Regions from separate parts of the Mus musculus genome. Here region 1 is linked to region 2. The links are chromatin contacts, called in public HiChIP or PLAC-seq maps. All regions are on one chromosome and are shown on one strand. The core of a region is the stretch at or near the end of the contact, and the rest is flanking DNA. Distances in the headings are between cores, read along the strand shown. Region 1 overlaps Lsamp (limbic system-associated membrane protein). Region 2 holds the start of Lsamp (limbic system-associated membrane protein).

What was found. HiChIP or PLAC-seq counts read pairs in DNA pulled down with a chosen protein or histone mark.
Region 1: an H3K27ac HiChIP or PLAC-seq map of SST interneurons shows a contact between it and region 2, with 6 times the contacts expected there. The contact joins the enhancer-like site here to the promoter of Lsamp in region 2. A contact is called at or near these places in 1 of 484 Hi-C or Micro-C datasets (cerebellum) and 4 of 115 datasets of contacts at active chromatin or transcription factors (SST interneurons, astrocytes, embryonic midbrain and 1 more).

What each region holds. Positions count from the first base shown.
Region 1 is chr16:42,117,942-42,123,929 of GRCm38.p6, forward strand. The region is part of intron 3 of Lsamp (limbic system-associated membrane protein); the gene reads left to right. Among named protein-coding and RNA genes, the nearest start is that of Gm52229, 160 kb to the left of the region's middle. Within about 2 kb of position 4,505, at least 6 of the 459 cell types and tissues checked have an H3K27ac peak or open chromatin away from gene starts, as enhancers often do. A contact at or near this core is called in SST interneurons, where this site is marked.
Region 2 is chr16:41,528,548-41,534,527 of GRCm38.p6, forward strand. Lsamp (limbic system-associated membrane protein) reads left to right here and starts at 4,279. Exons shown (of 7, transcript NM_001347236.1): 1 at 4,279-4,984. The coding sequence starts at 4,830.

The sequences.
Region 1 (5,988 bases), core at 3,255-5,754, 590 kb after region 2:
AGCTTTGGATTCTTAGTAACATGATCTAAAGAAACACTGAAACTCTCATCTGATTACAAATCAATTTGCTCTTAGAAGACCTTCCAATGGTTGAGAAGGTCAGCAGCCATCTACGTCATTTTCTAAGGTTGCTAACAGCTCATCTACTCATCATGAGTCATTCTAAAATGAAACCTTTGATGTATGATGGGACACAAAAAGGCAGATATGTGGTTTCTGGTTATATTTTGAGTATAAATAGCACATTCTCCGTGAGTTTCATGACACATGAATCTCCTGATCATACCAGAAAAGACAAAGAGAACTATGGGATGGAAAGAAAAGTAAAGATCAGACAGCTGTTGGGAGTAGAGACCCAGTTGTGTTTTGAGCTCCAAGCAAGACAGAGCATGGCATTGGTTTTTCTCAAGAGCCTAATACCTAGAACGAGGAAGCAAGATGAAGATCAATTACAGAATTAGAGTTAAGATGTTGGCATCATATACTGAATTTAAAAACTCCTTTCTATCTGTGTGGCATCCAGAAAGTCCCTTCTTTCCTGAACTTTATTTTCTTCATTTATCAAGAAAGAACAAAAATAAGATTATAGATAGATGAGCTAACATGTCAGCAGGCTGTGAGATACAAAGTGGTACCCAACAAGTGGGGGCTGAATTGTTAGTTCAGGAAAGGGGATAGAATTCAATAAAAGTTATGAGTTTCTCTCGTAATTTTTCTCTCCTTCAAATTCAGTGTCCTAAAATGCAGATTGGTTCCTGATCCAATCTGACTCTTTGGAGGGGAACAAAAGCCCAGATGTTAGTCAGGATGTCAGACACTAAGGTCAAACAGATAGTACCTGAGCCTCACCTAGATGGTTCTAATGCCATGAATTCTAGAACTACCACAGAAAGTCTGAGTATGTTTGTGAAGGTCCCAGTGATCTCTATGTAAAAACAATTACCAAGGAATTCCTATGTAGGTGGTTCATGGACCACTTTGGGAAACACTGGAAAGCATGTTGCCAGGGACCTGAGATAAATGGACAGCATGCTTGTAATCTGGGTAATATACTCACATAACTTCTCTAAAGTAAGAGCAAAAGGGAAAACATTAAAATAGCTATTTTAATTTAAAATATTAGTCCTAATTGGAGAGCTATTTTCTTCTAGAACCATCTGATGCGTAAAGTCTTGATATACGCTACTAAATAAGGCACTATAAAAGATATTAGACTGAAGTTTATGAAATTCATAGAAAAAAAAATGTGTTCAAATGGGTAATGTCTTTTCATTGTCTGATAGAGGAACTGTGGTCTCACTCCAGTGAAGTCGTTTCTAGGAAGTGCTAAAGTAATTATAGTCCAAATGGCTTGCATTTTAAATATAGGATCTTTGGGTAGACTCGAGAGACCCTTGCATAAATGGACAGTGGTATCTGAGGAGATATGCTCTGCTATTATTGACTGTCTTAAATCTGACCATCTCTAGATTGAAGTCCATTATCAATGAAGTGTCTGGACATTTACTCTGTGTGACCACAGTGAGGTTCCCCCATGGTAGGAATAAGATTTAAGGTGAGGTTGCAAACTTCCAAGTAGACTGACTGGTCAACTACCCAAACCGAGAAGAAATGGCCTTAGCACAGGGTTGAGATGTAACACAACAACCTTTTTCTCTGATAGAAGTCATTTGAGTGCATTTAAATGCTTGCTTGTAATGCTATATAATAAGGAAGAAACCCTGAGCCCAATATTTTCCTATGGCAGTTATTAGCTATTGACTGTTCTTGCCATCTGAGAAATGTCTCTGTATAGACTCTTTAATTGCACATGTATAAGGAAACAATTTTGTAATTCATGCCTACCGACATCACATGTTGAAGGAGGAGGTGCGAAGCTAATAGGGAAGTTCAGAAGTTCCTAATGAGTCGGGCTGTACACTGAGTTTTTCTGGGGTTGAGGGAATATAAAAGAAAAAAAAAACACACTAGGGCAAGAGTGAATTATATCTACATCCTACTCACACTTCCATTTCCTTTGAGACTCATCATTTGGATTATTAAGGAAATGTAGGTTGAATCCTTCTCCAAATATTCAGGTTGAAAGGGACATCCTAGTAACAGGGTCAAAGATTCTGCCTAAGGCTATTCAGCTACTAATCATCACTCATAAAAATATAGTACGTAGAGTACACATCATATGAAAAGTGAATAGTGATGCTGACAAAAGATGGTGGGTGGTTTAATCCTTGCTGGGTAAACCAGCAAAATCCATCAATCAGTAAGAAGAACTTTGCAAAATGATGCTAAAGGTGGAGGGGTAGGTAGGAAAATTCCTGTGAGTGTGCAAAGAAACACTGTCACCTTCAATTCCCAGACCCCTCTCAGTCAACAAGAGCTTCTTTTTTTTCTTTTTTTTTTATTGGGTATTTATTTCATTTACATTTCCAATGCTATCCCAAAAGTCCCCCACACGCTCCCCCACCCACTCCCACTTCTTGGCCCTAGCATTCCCCTGTACTGAGGCAGATAAAGTTTGCACGACCAATGGGCCTCTCTTTCCACTGATGGCCGACTAGGCCATCTCCTGATTCATATGCAGCTAGAGACAAGAGCTCCGGGGGGGGGGGGGGGGAGGAGGGGTACTGGTTATTTCATATTGTTGTTCCACCTATAGGATTGCAGATCCCTTTATCTCCTTGGGTACTTTCTCTAGCTCCTCCATTGGAGGCCCTGTGATCCATCCAATAGCTGACTGTGAGCATCCACTTCTGTGTTTGCTATCAACAAGAGCTTCTAACAGCAAGCCAAGCTCAGCTCTCTCTACTCAGAGCTGCGTGGATGAGGACCACAGCTGTGGTTCATCCTGTGGCTGGACGGTGAATGACGGAGGTTAGAGATACAGTGAGACGTACAGGGCACACACTAAAACCTCGTCCTGCCCACTTAACTGGGAAATTGGTCTTGTTTCATATGATATTGGTTTGTTTGATACTATTCTCCTTTCATTGGGATGGCTGTATTATTTGCCAATTAATTTGTCTTCCTTTATTCTAGAAATGGAACCATCTCAGAATTTTTTTGTTTTTGTTTTTGTTTCTGTTTTTCAAGACAGGGCTTCCCTGTATAACCCTGGTTGTCCTGGAACTCACTCTGTAGACCAGGCTGTTCTCAGACTCAGAAATCTGCCTGCCTCTGCCTTCCAAGTGCTGGGTCAGAATTTGTTTTATTTAATTTGGGAAGTTTGTTTGGTTTGTGTGTTGTTGTTTCTTTCTTCCTTTCTTTCTTCCTTTCTTTCTTTCTTCCTTTCTTTCTTTCTTTCTTTCTTTCTTTCTTTCTTTCTTTCTTTCTTTCTTTCTTTGTTTTTAGAAATTTGCCTTTGGAATAAAGCCACAAGCACAAGAAAGGCTTTTCCTATACTGAAATTTAAATAAACCCAATTCCAGTTTTTAAAATGCTTTACTATAAGAAGAATAGAGGATGTATGTCAGGAATGTGAACAGCATAGGGTAGCATAAAAGGGGAGCATCAACTAAGCAAAAGAAAGTTTCCTGCCACAAGCTTCCATTACTAACAGTCCCGTGGGCCGGAAGTAAGACTGCTAACATTACTTAGACAATCTTCACATATAAACAAGTAGGTCAAAATTATGCATATGAAGATATTTGTTCCTGTATGCACATATATTTGTAAATATAAATAATATATTATATGCAATATTCTATAATCAACACAATTATCATAACTAGGTAGCATAGTATTCCATATTACATAAATTAAACCGTACATAAACTAATCTGCACAAACAAGAGCACATAATGAGCCTTAAGTATGACGATGATAAACACTTTGCTGTGATCCCTTCCTTGATTTGCTTTATGACTTTGTCGACAATATGCCTAGAAGAAATGGAGATGAATTTTCCTGTGTGTGAGTTCATACGGTGGCTTTAAGATTACATCCTATTTTATTTCTTTCACACAACATATTTGGTAAATGGTTCCTGCTGCTTTTGCAGCTGTCATTCCGGCTGGCTCTTGTCCCGGTCTATGGATATGGATAAAGCCTCATGGCCTCTCCTAAGACGGTAGCTGCTTCTGCTCCTTTGAGCATCACTGCACAGCTGTGGACTCACTGGTTCATATATGCCCATGTGCAGCTGGAATAGATGTGACCAAACTCTTCCCCAAAATGTTAGGCCACCCTTGAAGTGTTGAAACTTCAGCGCTATATTACTGTGATCCTGTTAGGTCATATATACCACAAATTGGTTCTTCGGCCTGTCATTTGTATAGCGCTTGATAAAGGTTTCTACTATGGAGGTTTTACTTTTTATGTAAAAAAAATAGTATATTGTTTCTTATGGCTTTTTATTTCATGCCTTACTTGGGGTCTTATTCTTTAACCCAAACTGTCCTGATCATTATGCATAGTTGGTCTCAAATCCTCCTACCTCAGCCACACAGGTGCTGGGATTATAGATGTGAGTCACCTCATCAGTCATTCCCTTTTTTTTCCTATGTGAAAGAAGGCTGGGGCCTCCCCAAATCTTTTGATTTCATCTCCCCATTTGAAAATGCAAGTTGCACAAGAGCTAGAGATGGGCCCTTCCTCTTTCTCTATGCTTCCTGATTAACGTATTGGCAGGTGCTTGGTAGTCGTAGACATTTGTTGATAACTATACACGCTAGGAATCTGTGCTGATATTCCATCCACAACTTTCAAGTCCGTGCTTGACTATTTAGGGCTTTTTATTCTGTAGACTTCTATTTTGAAATGTTAGTCTTATTCTACAAGGTAACCCATCTTTAACCCCCTTCACTCACCAGAGAGCAAAGTGCTTCTTTCTGCTTATAGTTATTTTCCACAGAATTTAAAGGCCTCAGAAAACAAATTAAAGGTGGATCAAAAGAGTAGGTATCATTTGTTCCTGTTTTGTAACCCATTGCTTCTAATGATGGCCTTTAAGGATGAAACCCTGCAGACTCTCATGCTGTCCCTGCCCTCAGTGAAACATCGCCCAGTCCACAGATGAGTGGGACTGACAACGTTGGTTCCATCCTCCCTTCCAATTTAATTAGAGAGAAGCTAGAAAGGGCAGCCACCTTCTTCCAATATTCATGTGTCAGGTTGAGAATGTCTTATGCACTTTCTTCATTTCAAACATTGAAACCTCTGGTGGCCTCTTTTTTTTTTCTTCCTTTGTTTTTTATTTAAAAAGAAGAAGAAATATCCCCCATGCTATGCTTTTTAAATGAAGTGACTTGTCAAGTCAGAGACTGTAGCTGTAATCTGAAAGGCAGTAAATTTAGCGACCCTCACTTGCACTGACAACCTGTCCAGCACTTGAAACATAAATAGCATTGGAGACAAATTGCTGCTGTTTTCCTATTAGGCTTCGGCCCGATGGCCTCACAGCCTTCCTTGGTGCCTTGGCCCAGCCTGGTCAATCAGCTGCTTTTAAGAGCAGGCAAGAGCTCTCCTCTTTGCTCCCACTTGGCCTAGATGTGTGCTCCTGAGCTGCACTTGGCCCTTCCCAGACTGATCTGTCTGCTTCACAGAAAGGTTAAAAACCCCATACTGAAGGATGCAGTAAGCAGACACCTGGAACCCAAAATGAATGTCCACAGATTGTTCAATCCCCAGCTTATACACCTTGGTATAAAAGGAAGACACCAACTACCAGACCCCTTGTTATTGTTACAGTGGCCCTAGAGTCTTACCAAAGGCTGTCAAAATTATGTTAGCTGGAAACACCACGCCGGCATCACTTCAGTCTACGCTGAAACATGTTCCTGGCTGCTCTACTTCCCACCTCCACCTCCACTTTCCATTGACTATGTATTGATGTTAAGCAAGAATAGTTCTCTCTGAATTGGAGAACCACATTCAGCAATGAGCTGATCCAGGAAAAAGAGCTGGGATTTAGGGGTGAACTCAAATGAGCCATTTCAGCATCTGGACATGCAAAGGAAGAATGGAGGGGCCAGAGAGGATGGCTATGTTTTG
Region 2 (5,980 bases), core at 3,029-5,528:
TTTTTGTTTTTGTTTTTTGACACAGGACAGTACATATGAATAAAGTTAAATTTAAAGATACCAAATTCCAATGACAAGTCACAAGATAATGCCATACGCATGAGCATAAGCCAAAGCACCTGAACACTGCTAGCTTATAATGAAATCAATGAGCAAATGATGGCATGGATCCTGAGGAGAAGTTTTAACAATTTTGCATTTCTAGCTCATATGGAAATGCTAATTCTACTTATGAAAGTAGAGGGTAGACACGATATTATTATGATTAAAACCTTACCACTGTGGAAATTTAGAATGGTTCATTAATAATGCTATAGACAGGTTTAGCATAAAATTCAAGCAATGTAGCCAAATAATTAGTTGTACATTTCAGGCTGCATTTGGATTTCCTGTGAGCCTGTTACCTTACAAAGCTAAACAGAGGAATAAATGCTTCATGCTTCTTAGGGTACTCAGATGTGAGCCAGTTTTTGTTTTTCTTGCAGCATTTGTCTCTGGAGAGTGCCAGAACCTCCTAAAGCCTCTTTTGGAAAGGCAGTATGTTATTTTAAAGTAGTAGTTAAGATCATCTTCCTTGGGTGATGATGGCTGTTTCACATGGCTAACAGCCATGCTCGCCTCACAAGTATGTTCATTTATGCCAAGCTGCTCACAAGCGTGTATAGAGTGATTCTGGGAAAATAGCCTGTATGCCTTTCAGAAAGTCACCTATCTGTTTCTCTCTTGACATTTCTAAGGAAGGAAAGTAGTAGAGGAGTTGATAGTAAGGTAGTTAGGTGGAGAATGGCCATGAGGATGAAATACAGGATCCAGTTTTATACTCTATTGGTGTAACAGAAAGTAGGGGATTATAAGAGAGTGAAAACCAGAACTCACTGAGGGCAAGAAGAGGGGATGTTCTGAGAGTCTAGACTGAACCAGGCCAGGAGAAGTTGATGGATGCATTACTCTATGAACACTAATGTTTACATTATGTGTGGGGTAGGAAAGTCAGCCATTCCTCCATTCTTATACTTAACAATCATAAACTCTCCTTTGGGGCCAAGTGTTGGGAGAAAGAAGTTCCTGAAGTTCTCTCTGAATGTAAATGCCATTGTATTATCAACTTATCTAATAAGCTTCATGGCTAAAATTCTTCTTGAATTGGACTGAATTGCTGAACATTCTTCATTAAAGATCCCCTAAACTATGGTCTTCCTTTAAAGATTGTGTTTTACCTTATGTCCTCACAGCAAGTCAATTAAGTAAAACTAAAGTTTCCCCAAGAACCAGGCTAAGCTTAATAAAGATATATATATATATATATATATATATATATATATATATATATATATATATATCTTAATTGCTTTTCAGAATTTTTTCTATGCAAATATGTACTTGTGCTTTTTCTCTTCTTAATTAGTTTCACTCTTTCCATTTTGATTGTGATTATAATCTTGACTATGTAATATATGTTTTCCTTAGTATGACTACAGAGACAAAACCAAAATGTGATTGGTTAACTACAAATGCTACATTTCTGATGCTACTTCTGTGAATTACTTTGTGCATGGGGTTGCAAGCATCATGTTTGCTCTAAACAACTCCTAGGATGTCACTCATGCTAAGTAGCAAGAATTTGTTGGTACAGAAATTAGGTAAAAGTCATGTGTTGACCTCTGTCACAAAAAATTACTAGTATTGTAATTTTAATAAATAAATAAATAAATAAATAAATAATTCTGTTCCTTTCTCACACAAGATCCTGTCCACTGAGGCATTGCATTGATCTTTATGGGTCTAGTCCTTCTTGCCGTGGCATCTAGGAATACACTGTGTCCCCAGTGGACAATATCACTTTCCTGGCATGGTCAATAGAATTAAGACATTTTGTAAGGTCTATGTCCACCATCTCTTTATTTTTTTTTCTTTCTGATAGTAGAGGAACACCTTACAACAAAAGAACATATTCTATATCTAAGTCATTGTGCAAGCAAATCATCCATGTCTAACAGCAACAAGATCCTTGGCAAGGATGGTCAAGCCTGTTGGCAATGTATGGGAAGACGTTGCCAATCTTGACACCACCCCCTTTAGCATGCTAAACTCATTTGCTCCATTCACACTGCCTATTACAGCACTTATGACTCAACTAACCACTTTATCTAGCCATCTCTTCACTGATAAAATGAGCTCAAAATTTCAACAGCCGTGTCCCGAGCCAGCCATGGCTCATTCCTGCTTTCTAAGACTGCTCATCACCACTGACAAAGCCCATCTTGATTTAGGTGAAATGAACTCACAGTGAAAATAAAAGTCATTGACTTTATAAACCTTGACTTGGGACAATTCAGATTCCAATACTTTAAAGTATTTTCTCCCATAATCTGTAGGAAGTCATCTACCTCTAAACTAATAAAATACTGTCCAAAAATCCTTTAAATATTCTGGGGGACAAGGCAAATACCATCTGTGAGTGACTCCTTAGGGCTTGAGTTCTGTTGGGGTTTCACAGCTTATTCCTCTTGCTATGATTTTTTTGGTTGCACGTGTCTGTAGCTAACCATGTGGCCTGGTTGGCTTCCTCAGCTTCACTCAATCTTAGCTATGCTGGGGAAGAGAGAGTCTTAACTGAGAAAACGGTTCCATAAATGTGTCCTGTAGGCAAGTCTATGGGGCATTTTCTGTTTTAATTATTGGGGGCGGGAGGTTCCATACTACTGGCAGGAGAAACACCTGGGCAAGATGGTCCTGGGTTGTTTAAGAAAACAGGCTGATCAAGCCACAAGGGGCTTTTATTCCTGCCTCCAGATTCTTGCCTTGAGTTCCTGTCTGGCTTCTTTGATGGTAGACTGTGATGTAGAAGGGTAAGCCAGCAAAGCTGTCCGTCCTCACCATGCTGTGTTTGGCCAGGATGTTTTATCACATTTACTAAGATACAAGGTACAGCTGCCCTTGTCAAATTTCCTTGCTATCACAGAGGAAACAGGTGAAATTCCAAAGCTCTGCTGGTACCAAGAAGTCAAAAGGAAACCAAGGGTAATTGCTTATTCTTGGGGTCTGAGGGTGATTTGCTTGCTCAAACCTGGAAACTACATATCTGTTCCTACCCCCTGCCTCTTTCACATACAACCTCGAACCTGGAAGGATTTGCTGTCTCTTGATTGGGGAAATGAGTCTTGCAATGTCAGTTGTGTAAAGCTGACTATAATTTGTTTTGTAGACTTTATAACACTGTCTCTTGTACTCTGTGAGTGTTGAGAGAGGGAGGATATTCGGGAGAGAAGAGATGTCTTCAGCTGATCCCGTCTCCAGCCTCAGGGCTGAGGGAGCTGCCTGGCATTGAAACTCTCCCTTGAGTGACTATGGTGGGTTTACTCCTTACAGACAGCACTGGCTAGGTTGGGTAGCTGTGTAGGAGTGACAAGTGCTAATTCCTTACACCTGTTTGGCATCTGCATTCAGTATAGTGCTATCTATAGACTTAGATCTCCTTGTAAATGACAAATGTTCAGATCTACTTCCTTGTATCGCTGGGTTTCTTGAGAAGCCAGTGGCATTAGAAACCTGGCGAGCTAGCTGCAATGGACCATGTGAATGATAATCCCGAATCCCATCCCTCAGGTGTCTGCCTGTGGGTTTCCTGGAGAGTGAGGTTGATATGGGGATCAAGGTTCAGCTGCTTTGGCTGGCACTTGGGAAAGACAAGACAAGCATTCACACCCCGAGCCACTCAATGCCAGCATTGTCTCCAATCCATCTTTCATAAGGGGCTTGGAGGGGGTGGCGGGGGAGGAGGATGAAGAGGGGAGAGAAAATAAACCTTTTAAATACTTCAGGAGAGGAGAAAGGGTGAATACCATGCGAGTGTGGAAAGCCATTTGCCAGGACTTTGAAACCAACCTTGGCTTTCAGTTTGAGACTCAGCCTGGCTAGTTTCTTCATCCTTTCTCATTTTTCTGGTCCATTCTGCAGTATGCCTTCCTATCCATGTGTATGTAACTCCATTTGTCAAGGTTTGCATTTCTTTCTTGCCATGCCTTCCCTCTCCTTTCCTGGACCCTTTCTCCTGTCCTTTTACAGCTTAAGTCCACCTCCCCTTCCCTGTCTTAACAGTACCTCTGAGCCCCATCCCCTCTTCTTAAGGAAATCAGCCAGGCCTCAGATGGAGCTGTTGTCCTGACAACCCAAAGGCGCATCAGGCTTTCATTGAGGCTGGCTGCTGGTGAAGAGGGCAGTTGTGCAAAGCAAGGGGCCACGCTGAGGGGTGGGAGGAGGGGATGACGTGGTGGGGCTGTTGAAAACCAGCAGGGTAGGGGGGAGGTGCTGAGTAGAGAGAGAACAGGGACTGGAGGGAGAAACAAGAAAGAGGAGGGGGAGAGAGCTCCTGGGTTGCTGCCGCTACTGCTGCTGCTGCTGCAAGAGGCTGTTTCTTTACTCTCCCTGGCAGGCTCTCCTGCTGCCTGGGAAAGTGGGTTACAGAGGGAAGCAGCTCAGCCCAGACGCTGGCAGAGAAGCAGCCAGCTACAGAGAGTCTAAGGAAGCACCCCTGCCATTGACAGTCGCCTCCTCATCATTAAAGCATTTTATATTTGCACTCTTCCTTCGGAAAATTTGTTCCTCCACTTTCTCCCCGACTCCTGCTTGGATTTGATGAGGGCTTTGTTAAATCCCAGAGGGAAAAGAGACTAAGCGAGGGAAAGAGCAAGGCAAAGTGGAAGGGAGTGCGCGCTGGACCCGCCCGAGCAGCCTTGGCAGTGGCTGCGAGCCCCGCGCGCTAGAGCCCCTCTCCGTGGCCAGCAGCGCGCACACGCGAGTCCACCGCGGACCAACTCGCCGAGGCCACCATGGTCGGGAGAGTTCAGCCCGATCGGAAACAGTTGCCGCTGGTCCTACTGAGACTGCTCTGCCTTCTTCCCACAGGACTGCCCGTTCGCAGCGTGGATTTTAACCGAGGCACGGACAACATCACCGTGAGACAGGGGGACACGGCCATCCTCAGGTAGGGCTTGCGAGCAACTTTTCTGGTGTGTGTGTGTGTGTGTGTGTGTGTGTGTGTGTGTGTGTGTGTGTGTAATAGTGAACTCCAGCTGCCCTGGGTTAGTGGGCGTGTGTGTGTGTGTGTGTGTGTGTGTGTGTCCCTTGTATCGACTTGAAGATTTAGCCAGGAACAAAATTTAAGGGAGTCTGGTCCCTGTCAAGAGCCAAGGGTGCTTTTGGAATGTTGTTCCGTTCTTTGAATGTTGTTTTCTCTAGTCAAGAAAGCCGAACTTTATCTATGGCATTAGTGGCATTGGGCTGTATTCATGCTGTGGTAATTGCTCACGCTTGGCACTTAGACTTTTGTTGAGATTCTTCTATTCAGACACAAGAGTTGTTGAGTTATGGCTTTCAAAACGTGGTACGCAAGGCTGCATTCTCTTGTTCGTGTGTGTGTGTGTGTGTGTGTGTGTGTGTGTGTGTGTGTGTGTGTTGCTCAGCAAGGCTCAGTCTGCCCTAGCAGTAGTTCTGATAGAAGACTTTCTGTAAAGATCTCTGAATTGACATCATAGGCAATAAATCAATCTTACAACTTTGGATGATTACTGAGGCTTTTTGGGAATGTGGACAGAAATCAACACGAGAATGAGAGAACGGAAGGAAAGGATCCAGCCTAATGGCAGGCCGTTAAGAATAGAAAACTTAAACAGAGGAGGAGAAGGCATTAACCTGATATTACATTAGATACTACAAATTGATCATTGAGTTCAAAGTCTTATGCTTATGCAGCTCTGCCAAGCTCCGCAATATAATTTGGGATGGAAATTTGGAAAAGCTTCCCAAGTCCTTGAGAGTTTGACCCTCCTAAGGTAGAGAGACTTGGATGATACCTTGTCATTACTACATTTCCTTAAAGCTCAAAGCTTCTTTCCTCTATTTCCCTTCTCCTCTCTCCCTTCCCAGCTTTATTCGACTCTCAGGCAGATAATAATAGAAAAAGAGGAGAAAAGGAGAAAGT